Linked DNA regions of Mus musculus: all the other regions are linked to region 1. The links are chromatin contacts, called in public Hi-C maps. All regions are on one chromosome and are shown on one strand. Each heading gives the region's core, a stretch centred on a gene start, on an enhancer-like site or on the middle of the called end of the contact. The rest is flanking DNA. Distances are from core to core; before and after follow the strand shown. Region 1 has its middle 3.4 kb from the start of Gm30925. Region 2 has its middle 100 kb from the start of Gm31225. Region 3 has its middle 46 kb from the start of Gm31225.

Evidence for each region. Hi-C and Micro-C count contacts between places; a contact is called where the count stands out from the background.
Region 2: a contact with region 1 is called in a Hi-C map of uterus, with 2.6 times the contacts expected there. The contact joins two enhancer-like sites. A contact is called at or near these places in 2 of 484 Hi-C or Micro-C datasets (both in uterus) and 2 of 115 datasets of contacts at active chromatin or transcription factors (SST interneurons and pancreatic cancer cells).
Region 3: a contact with region 1 is called in a Hi-C map of uterus. The contact joins two enhancer-like sites. A contact is called at or near these places in 1 of 484 Hi-C or Micro-C datasets (uterus) and 2 of 115 datasets of contacts at active chromatin or transcription factors (kidney and neural progenitor cells).

Annotation. Positions count from the first base shown.
Region 1 is chr8:115,825,456-115,828,177 of GRCm38.p6, forward strand. No RefSeq gene overlaps it. Among named protein-coding and RNA genes, the nearest start is that of Gm30925, 3.4 kb to the right of the region's middle. Within about 2 kb of position 1,311, at least 21 of the 459 cell types and tissues checked have an H3K27ac peak or open chromatin away from gene starts, as enhancers often do. A contact at or near this core is called in uterus, where this site is marked.
Region 2 is chr8:116,086,773-116,089,472 of GRCm38.p6, forward strand. No RefSeq gene overlaps it. Among named protein-coding and RNA genes, the nearest start is that of Gm31225, 100 kb to the right of the region's middle. Within about 2 kb of position 1,344, at least 5 of the 459 cell types and tissues checked have an H3K27ac peak or open chromatin away from gene starts, as enhancers often do. A contact at or near this core is called in uterus, where this site is marked.
Region 3 is chr8:116,143,016-116,145,715 of GRCm38.p6, forward strand. No RefSeq gene overlaps it. Among named protein-coding and RNA genes, the nearest start is that of Gm31225, 46 kb to the right of the region's middle. Within about 2 kb of position 1,361, at least 66 of the 459 cell types and tissues checked have an H3K27ac peak or open chromatin away from gene starts, as enhancers often do. A contact at or near this core is called in uterus, where this site is marked.

The sequences.
Region 1 (2,722 bases), core at 61-2,560:
TTACTCTCCTCAAGGTAGTGACACCTGTGCTGGCTTGCATGCCAGGCTTCCTCTCTGAGTCTGTCTAGTTACAGAGACTTCACCTGCTGCCCCCGTCAGCTGAACACTGCCCTCTCCTCACAGCTAACTGACCTTCAATATCCACTTCACAGCCAGGACCCACCAGACCCCACTTTAGTCCTGTGAACAAACATTTTGACTTGTGCCAAATTCAGTGTCTCAGAAAGTACAGCCCCACTCTGGCTGGATCTAGAAGGAATCTGGGCATCCTCTTAGAAACTCCATTTCCTCTAAAAAGTGATGCTGGTGGGTGGGTCTCCCTTTATGTTGTGAGTAACAAAAATGATCTCTCTCTCTCTCTCTCTCTCTCTCTCTCTCCCTCCTCCCTCCCTTCCCCAACAAGTATAAATAGGCGCTCCTCTTATCTGATCATCCCCTAAATGTTTTTCATTTGAAAAATGCAGTTAATTTTAGATAATTGTCAGCGATAATCTCAAACTTGTGTGTAGCACGGGCCCTGGTTTTAAGTTCCGAGAATCTAAGAACAGCATGATTTGTCTAAAGGACCTTGTCTGGGCCCCAGTGCCTCTGACTTGCCACTCTTATCAGAACACAGTGAGGCTCTCCTTAACTGAATCAGAGGTATGACTGCTTCTGCAGAGGGCTCCTCTGAACCCTCTCAGCTGCCTATGTGGGGTTTGAAGGCTGGAGACAAGCACCAGGGAGCTCAGAGCAAGATGGAGTTAAATCTGAGGCCCCCCAACATTGCCTACAGGGTTAACTCTGCAAGGATAAAGTGGCCTCTACCCCCTGAGCCTCCTAGGTCCCTCCTGGAGATCCTGCAAAGATAACTACAGTCATAAATGTTATGCAAAGGCTGCCTTGAGACCTTTCTAAATAGCAGGCTGTTTTCAGAGCCTGGGCAGCATTTGTCCTGGCCAGAGTTAAGAGGTAAAGAACGTTCCACTCGTAAGCTTGCATGGAAAAAAGATTCTTGAAGCTTTTTATCTATCTCTCTTTCTTTCTGCTAACAAGGTATGCAGAGGATTCCAAATTCCAGTAAGAGAAGGTTAAAATGTGTGGATTTGCTGAATAGAGTCATCTTCCCTCCACCCTTTGGTTTTTCCATAAAGTGTCATAAAACGCCACTGTACTAACAAACATTTTGGGAAGGGAACAGGCTTCAGGCCAAGATACCACAAGCTTAAGGGGGTGGGGGTGGGGTGATCTGAGCTCTGAAGGACAACATCCTGTGCAGAGTCATTCTTCAAGCAGGGTTTGACTTTAACAGTAGTATTCAACCAACAACAGACCTCTGGTTGTCTTGGGCTCCCCCACACAATGATAGACAGCAGGAGGAAGCCCCGTGTACCTATCTACATATGACTCAGAAATGTTAATAAAGAACTGGAGCGATGGCTCAGTGGCTAAATGTCCCATGTTCCAGCCTCAGAATGAATGTAAGAAGCCAGACACAGTGTTGTATCCCTGTAACCTCAGGAGAGGGGTATACAGAGAGAATCGTGAGGATTCAAGGAGTTCATAGGCCATGCAGTCTAGCTGAAAATGCAAATGCAAGGTCCAGTAGGAAAGCCTGTCTCAAAAGCTAATGTTGAGAACAATCAAGGAAAGACATCCAACAGCCTCTGGCCTCCATGTCATGCCACAGGCAAGTATACCTACATATGTAGCTGATCATAGTTTGAGCATGTACCTCATACATACCACATATAGACTGTACACATGTACACATGCATCCAAATAGACACATACAAACTACCAGCACACACCACACCATATATGTGAACATACACACACATATAGACATATACACATGCATCTACCTCCTGCATACCACATACAAACTATACACATGCATACATGTATACACACACCCCACATCTGCATACACCACATCATATATCTGAACATACATACACCCCACACAGATATATACATACTACACAGGCACACACACACACACACACACACACACACACGACTTAAGAAAATCACAATTACACTAATTTTCCCTAATCAAGGCTCTACTTAAAAAGCACACAATGATAAATGCCTTGAATCATGAAAACCAAATCTAAGCTTTTCCCCTAAAAGCTCCACCAGCATTTATTTATTCTCCCTTTATTTTCATAAAACACATAAATGTTACTGGAAGATGGAAACAGAAGATGACAGGACCACAGCCATGGCAGAGGGGGATCTGAGGAAGAGGCTCACCTGTGAACAATACCCTCATAACAAAATCTAGGTGGGGGCTCCAGAATAGAAAGCCAGAACAGAGCAGAGACCCTGGAGAAAGAAAAGTGTGTGAACAAAGATTTTTTTTCCTCTTATTTTTTTTTATTACGTATTTTCCTCAATTACATTTCCAATGCTATCCCAAAAGTCTCCCACACCCTCCCCCCCACTCCCCTACCCACCCATTCCCATTTTTTGGCCCTGGCATTCCCCTGTACTGGGGCATATAAAGTTTGCCTGTCCAGTGGGCCTCTCTTTCCAGTGATGGCCAACTAGGCCATCTTTTGATACATATGCAGCTAGAGTCAAAAGCTCCAAAGATTTTAAATATGATGATCATGGCTCAGAAGTTATCAAAAAGGGTTTGTGTATTTACCAGACAACATTGAGGAGCTGACCATGGCTCCAACATATATGGAGCAATAGTATCTATATTTGTATACTGTACCAACTGTACCCTCTA
Region 2 (2,700 bases), core at 94-2,593, 260 kb after region 1:
TAACCAGCACAATTACTCTTTGTTGAAGGCACTGTCTTGTTCACAGTATAAATCTTAGTGATATTCCTGATCCTTGTTGATCATATGCCAGTATCATGTCCCTGGTTATGTAAGTCACAAACATCACCAGATATTGCCAAATGTGCCCCAGGCAAACTATCCCATGGTGAGATCTCATGCCCTGAGAGAAAAATATGCCAACAATGAGGAGGGGTCTTCTTTGGGAACATTGAGCAACTATGAATTCTCCACACCTCACTTTTACCATTTGCAAAATGGGTATGACACTGATTGCAGGGTTGTTGTAAAGACTAAATTAATCCATTCATGTAAATCAATTAGGAGCTCACCATAGGGGAGGCACTTGGTAAATATTTAGACAGGGTGACTAGTTCCAGTGACAAGATGTTTCTGTGTGAAATGTATTTGCTAAGTGACTTAGTCAAGTGAGCCAAGCTTGACAATGTATTATAAAATAAATAAATGTGTAGGCAGGATAAAGAGATGCCAAACCAGAAGAGGTTGCATTGGAAGAGTTGAAGTTAGACGTGTGTGTTTAAGGAGTAGAATTGGGGCTTGTGGACAGATTCTGGGTCTTAATCTTACCTCCACTACTCATTACATATGAGACTCTGAGCTGACGATTGGACTTTTTTGGCCTCAGGTTTGCTAACTGTGAGGACAATGACAGGTCCTCAAAGGTGCAGATAAATAAAATGAAAAGAATACACTCCACACCACTGAACAGAGGGATTCCCCCACAACTTGACAAACCTTAATTGTCATCCTCTCTCTTGTCAGTACTTCTATTTGTTCCTCAATATTTATAGTCGGGTGACAAATGGCACCAAACTTAGTGGCTTAAGCCAACTGTTGCGCATATATTCACTCTCCCATGAGAGGAGTCTGGGATGAGCTCAGCTGGGAATTTCTTCTACTGGTCTCCAAGGGGTCATACGTGGTATCATACAGGGCTGACTCTTCCAAGCTCACTCATTCATGTGTCTGGATGCTGTGTTGGCTGCCCTTCAGGGCTCTCACTATCTTCCACTAGCCCAGATCCTGCAATCTTCAAGACAAGAACAGACACGTGTGACCGTGAGGCCTAGTCTTGAGAGTCACATCATATCCCTTCTACCATTTTGTATTGGTCAGAGCAAGCTTCAAGGTTGACTTTGAATTTGGAGCATAGAGAAAACAGATAAACATCATGGAGCCATGGGGCTTGCACACAGGGAGGTGTGATTACTGCAGCCACTTCCATCACAGATGCCCACACTGTCTGCTGGGGAGCAGACCACAACATCCTCCCCTCTTCTTTTTCCATAAACATTCATGTGGAATACCATTCACATGACTAGCAGGCAAGCTCAGAGATGTCCAGATGTTTGTGAACACTCCCAGACTGTAGGAGGAACACAGAGCACCACAAACATTTGTAATCACCACAGCTATTAATGGCACCTTAGCTCAAGGTCACTGGCAAGAGTAGGCTTGGCTATCTGAGAAGCCGGCATGTGTGTAGGATTTCCCACTCTGTTCTAAATCCCCGTCTTCCCCCCACGTTAGAGAAGAGACACCAATGAGAGCCAGACACTGATTACTACGGTGATCAACCTCAAGTCTGTTTCCCTTAAAAATAATAATAATAACAAAGGCATTGAGTCAAATGTCAGCTCGTTGCTGTGAGTAACGAGAAGCATGAAGAAGCCTTCGGACAGCTGATGAGAAGCCCAATGGCTCAGAAGTGGGACAACTCATTTGGGTGGGTCTCACTAACCGATGTGACAAGTTATTCAAATTAGTGGGAATTCATTCCCACGAAACTCCAGGTTTCCTCCTTTTTTTCAGTAGCCAGCATCTAAAGGGTGAATTTGTGCTATTGTTAGATGTTCCACCATGAATGACAAATTTTTAGTGCTTGTTGTCTAATCTGCAGCAGCTACCTTCTTCTAAGACTTGACCCTGGCCTGAATGCCATCAATGATCCAGATATCAAGCCTAAGTTTCTTAGCAGGGCTAGATCACTTCTTCAGTTGCTCCCATCCCTCCACCTACCTTAGAAACTCCAGTTCCAGCCTTATACCCTGCGTGCATGTGTGTGTGGCTGAATGTGAGCGTGTGCATTTGATTCTGAGCATGTGTTCATGTGTGCATGCATATGTCTGCATATGTTGGTGTGTACACCTGAATATGTATGTATGTGTGATGAGTGCATTATAACTGTAGTGTATCTGTGTTTCTCTGTGTGTATATGTCTGTAGTTTCTGTGGATCTATGTATGTGCCTGTTTATCTGTCTCTCTATGTGTGTGTATGCCTGTGTGTATGTGTGTGTGGTATGTAGGTGTATCTGTGTTTGTATATGTAGACAGTTAGATCATGTCACTTTCCTTGTTACATTATCCTGGAAGTTTGTGTCACCTGTAGGATGCAGTCCTGATTCTCTCCCTCTGTCCTGTACTCTTGTTAGTCCCTTCCTCTCCGTTCTCACTCTGCCTCAGTCTACCTCTCCACATGGCCCTTCACTCATTCATATACCACAGTCCCTGCAAGTATGGCTCTCTCTGCTCTAGACTCTCTGCTGAAATGCTGGTGATTCATCCGCTTTGTCCACATCTTAATCCACGCATTACCTCCTCAGAGAGGCATCTCTGGCTGCCCTCTCTACAGCCCATGTCACTCACGGTTCCCCTCCCTT
Region 3 (2,700 bases), core at 111-2,610, 320 kb after region 1:
CCTCTTGTGAGTACGTACTACAAGAGGGAAGGTCAAGAGGCAGGGACAAAATTCTCAGAGCTTGGGGCAGAGGATAAACAAAGAGGCCTTTGATTCTTCTTGTCCATCAGAGACAAGGTCTGGGAATAGCTCAGCTACGGGTGGCCTCAGGGGTCATAGAGCCCCAGTGTAGCCACCTCACTCTAGTCCAAAGCATACAGTCTTCCTGCAGTGTTGACTCCCTCTGACTCAGACATCTGAGACTCCAGGACAGATCCCTGAGGTAGGCCTGATTCTAAGCCCCTTCTAACCCTCAAGGTTCCCTAAGACAAGGAAAGTGTTACCTAAGGGCCTATACACTCACAGACACACACACAGATACACATACATACCACAAACACACACATACTACACACACCACAAACACACACATACACACACACAACACATACACCACAAACACACACACTACTCACACACATACACACACCACACACACACCCCACAAACACACACATAAACACACATACCATACACACCACAAACACACATACACACACACAATACACACACCGCAAGCACACATACCACTCATACACATACACACATCCCACATCACACACACTCCACAAACATATACATATTATACACACCACAAACACACACATACATATGCACACTACACACACCACAAACACACACACATGCCACTCATATACACACACCCTGCTCCACACACAGACATAAACACACACACACACACACACACACACACACACACATGCACACACGCACACACACACATACTGTGCAGTGTGAGAATCAAAGTCCCTAGGGACTTTGTCAGCTCTCAGCTCTTACTTATCCACACCCTGACTGTGGAATGGAACGTTCCTGGAGATGGGGTCAGAGGGTACAGAGTGAGGCCTTCACCTGAACCTGGAGGGGCTGAAAGCTGCTTCCATCCGAGCTCTGCTGGGATTTCCTTTACACTGCCCCAGCTCTGGGTCTCTTTTCTCACTATTTTTACTCATGTAAATGTGGCTCAGATCCCTGCCAACACGCTCCGCGTGTAATGTTGTTTAATAACTCCAGCCACCTCCATGAAATATTCATTATTCTCCTCTCCGTTGGAGTGTTCACCCAGGTTCCCAGAAATTTCTCTAGCTCTTGTTTTCAAGACAGCCCCCTAGCAGGAGAGCCCTGCGGGAGGGCCTGGACTCCCCATCTGAGGCTGACTGAGGAACTTGGGGTGCCTCCAGAGATTAAGGCCAAGGGCTCACCTTTGCTGGTTTCTCAGGGTAGAACCTACAGGGCTCCAAACAGTGTGCAGGAGCAGGATGAGTCAGCCCCCACTCCAGGGAAGGGAGCAACCTTTCGTTTTCAGATGAGCATCCGGCTTACTCAGCTGCAGTAGGCAGGCATCAGGACTTGGCTTCTGACACCTAGGCAAAGAGCGCCGCCTGTTGAATGCTGGCAATATGTGTTTCCTCCAGAGCTCCGGGCTGGACCCTGGGCTTCCTGCAGGGTCTCCTGAGCCCCCTCCAGTCAAAAAGGGGAAAGCAGGTTGCTCTCCACTGTATAGATTTTTTTGCTGACCATGCATGAAATAAGGCTAAAGCCCTGGATAGATTTTGCAAGCTAGAGAAAAAGGAGTCTACTTGTGATAGCCTATCAGATGATTAGGGATTCTCTATCTCTCTTTCTGTCTCCCCTCTCCCCTCTTTCTTCTTCCTGTCTTTCCTCCTATATATCTCTCTGTCTCTCTGTCTCTCTCTCTCTCCATAAGAGACATCCCACACTCTCTGTGGGTACCATTGGAGTTAATTTATTGAAGTAGGGTTAAAAAAACAAAGAAAAGAGTGACCACATGCGCAAGAGAGTCAACCTAGCATCCCAAAGTGGACCCATCTGAAGCATCCGCCTATGGATGAAAACCTTGAAAGAAAACCTCCCACACAGCCAGTCATGCCTCCAAGGGAAACTAAACCATGTCCTGCCATCTCTCCCCTCAGGTCACTCCTACCACCTCCACCTGTCAGTGGGCAACATACACATGGAACCATCCATTGGACATCGTGTTCCTGTGCCCTGAAGTCTACTTCCTATGATGCACTCCTTCTGGCACTGTTATGAACCACACTTCTCATAAATGGGGGGAGAGGGGCAAGATCATATAACTGGGGACAAGAGACATGTTGCAAACCACTGAATTCGTCCTTGGCATTTTTGTAATCAAATAAGGATTAGCAAAAAGTCAGTCATCAGCCAGAGGGTACACAGCAGGGATACCCTTGTATCAGAAGACAAGGTTCCTTCAGTGCCTGCCACAGAGTACAGAGGACTCAGCACCTGACCAGGACCTAAAATGTGGTTACCACGTATCATGCCACAGAATCCCCGGAGCAAGCTTTTCACTACGATCCTTGATGTACATCCCTGTTTGCTGGCATCTCCATTACTTAGCACAGCAATTTTACACTGTGTTCTCATCCCAAAAGAAAAAAAACATGGAAATCATGGGGCTGGAGAGATGACTCAAAGTGTGAGAGTGATTTCAGGGCCATCAGGAGGTCTTGAGTTCAGGTCCCAAGACATAAATGAAGAACCAAAGTGTGGCACCACATACACCTACAACCCCAGTGTTGCTGGGGACAGGGGCTTTGCTGACCTAGCTGAGCTCTAGATTCAGTGAGAGATCTTATTAGGAACAAAGGAATA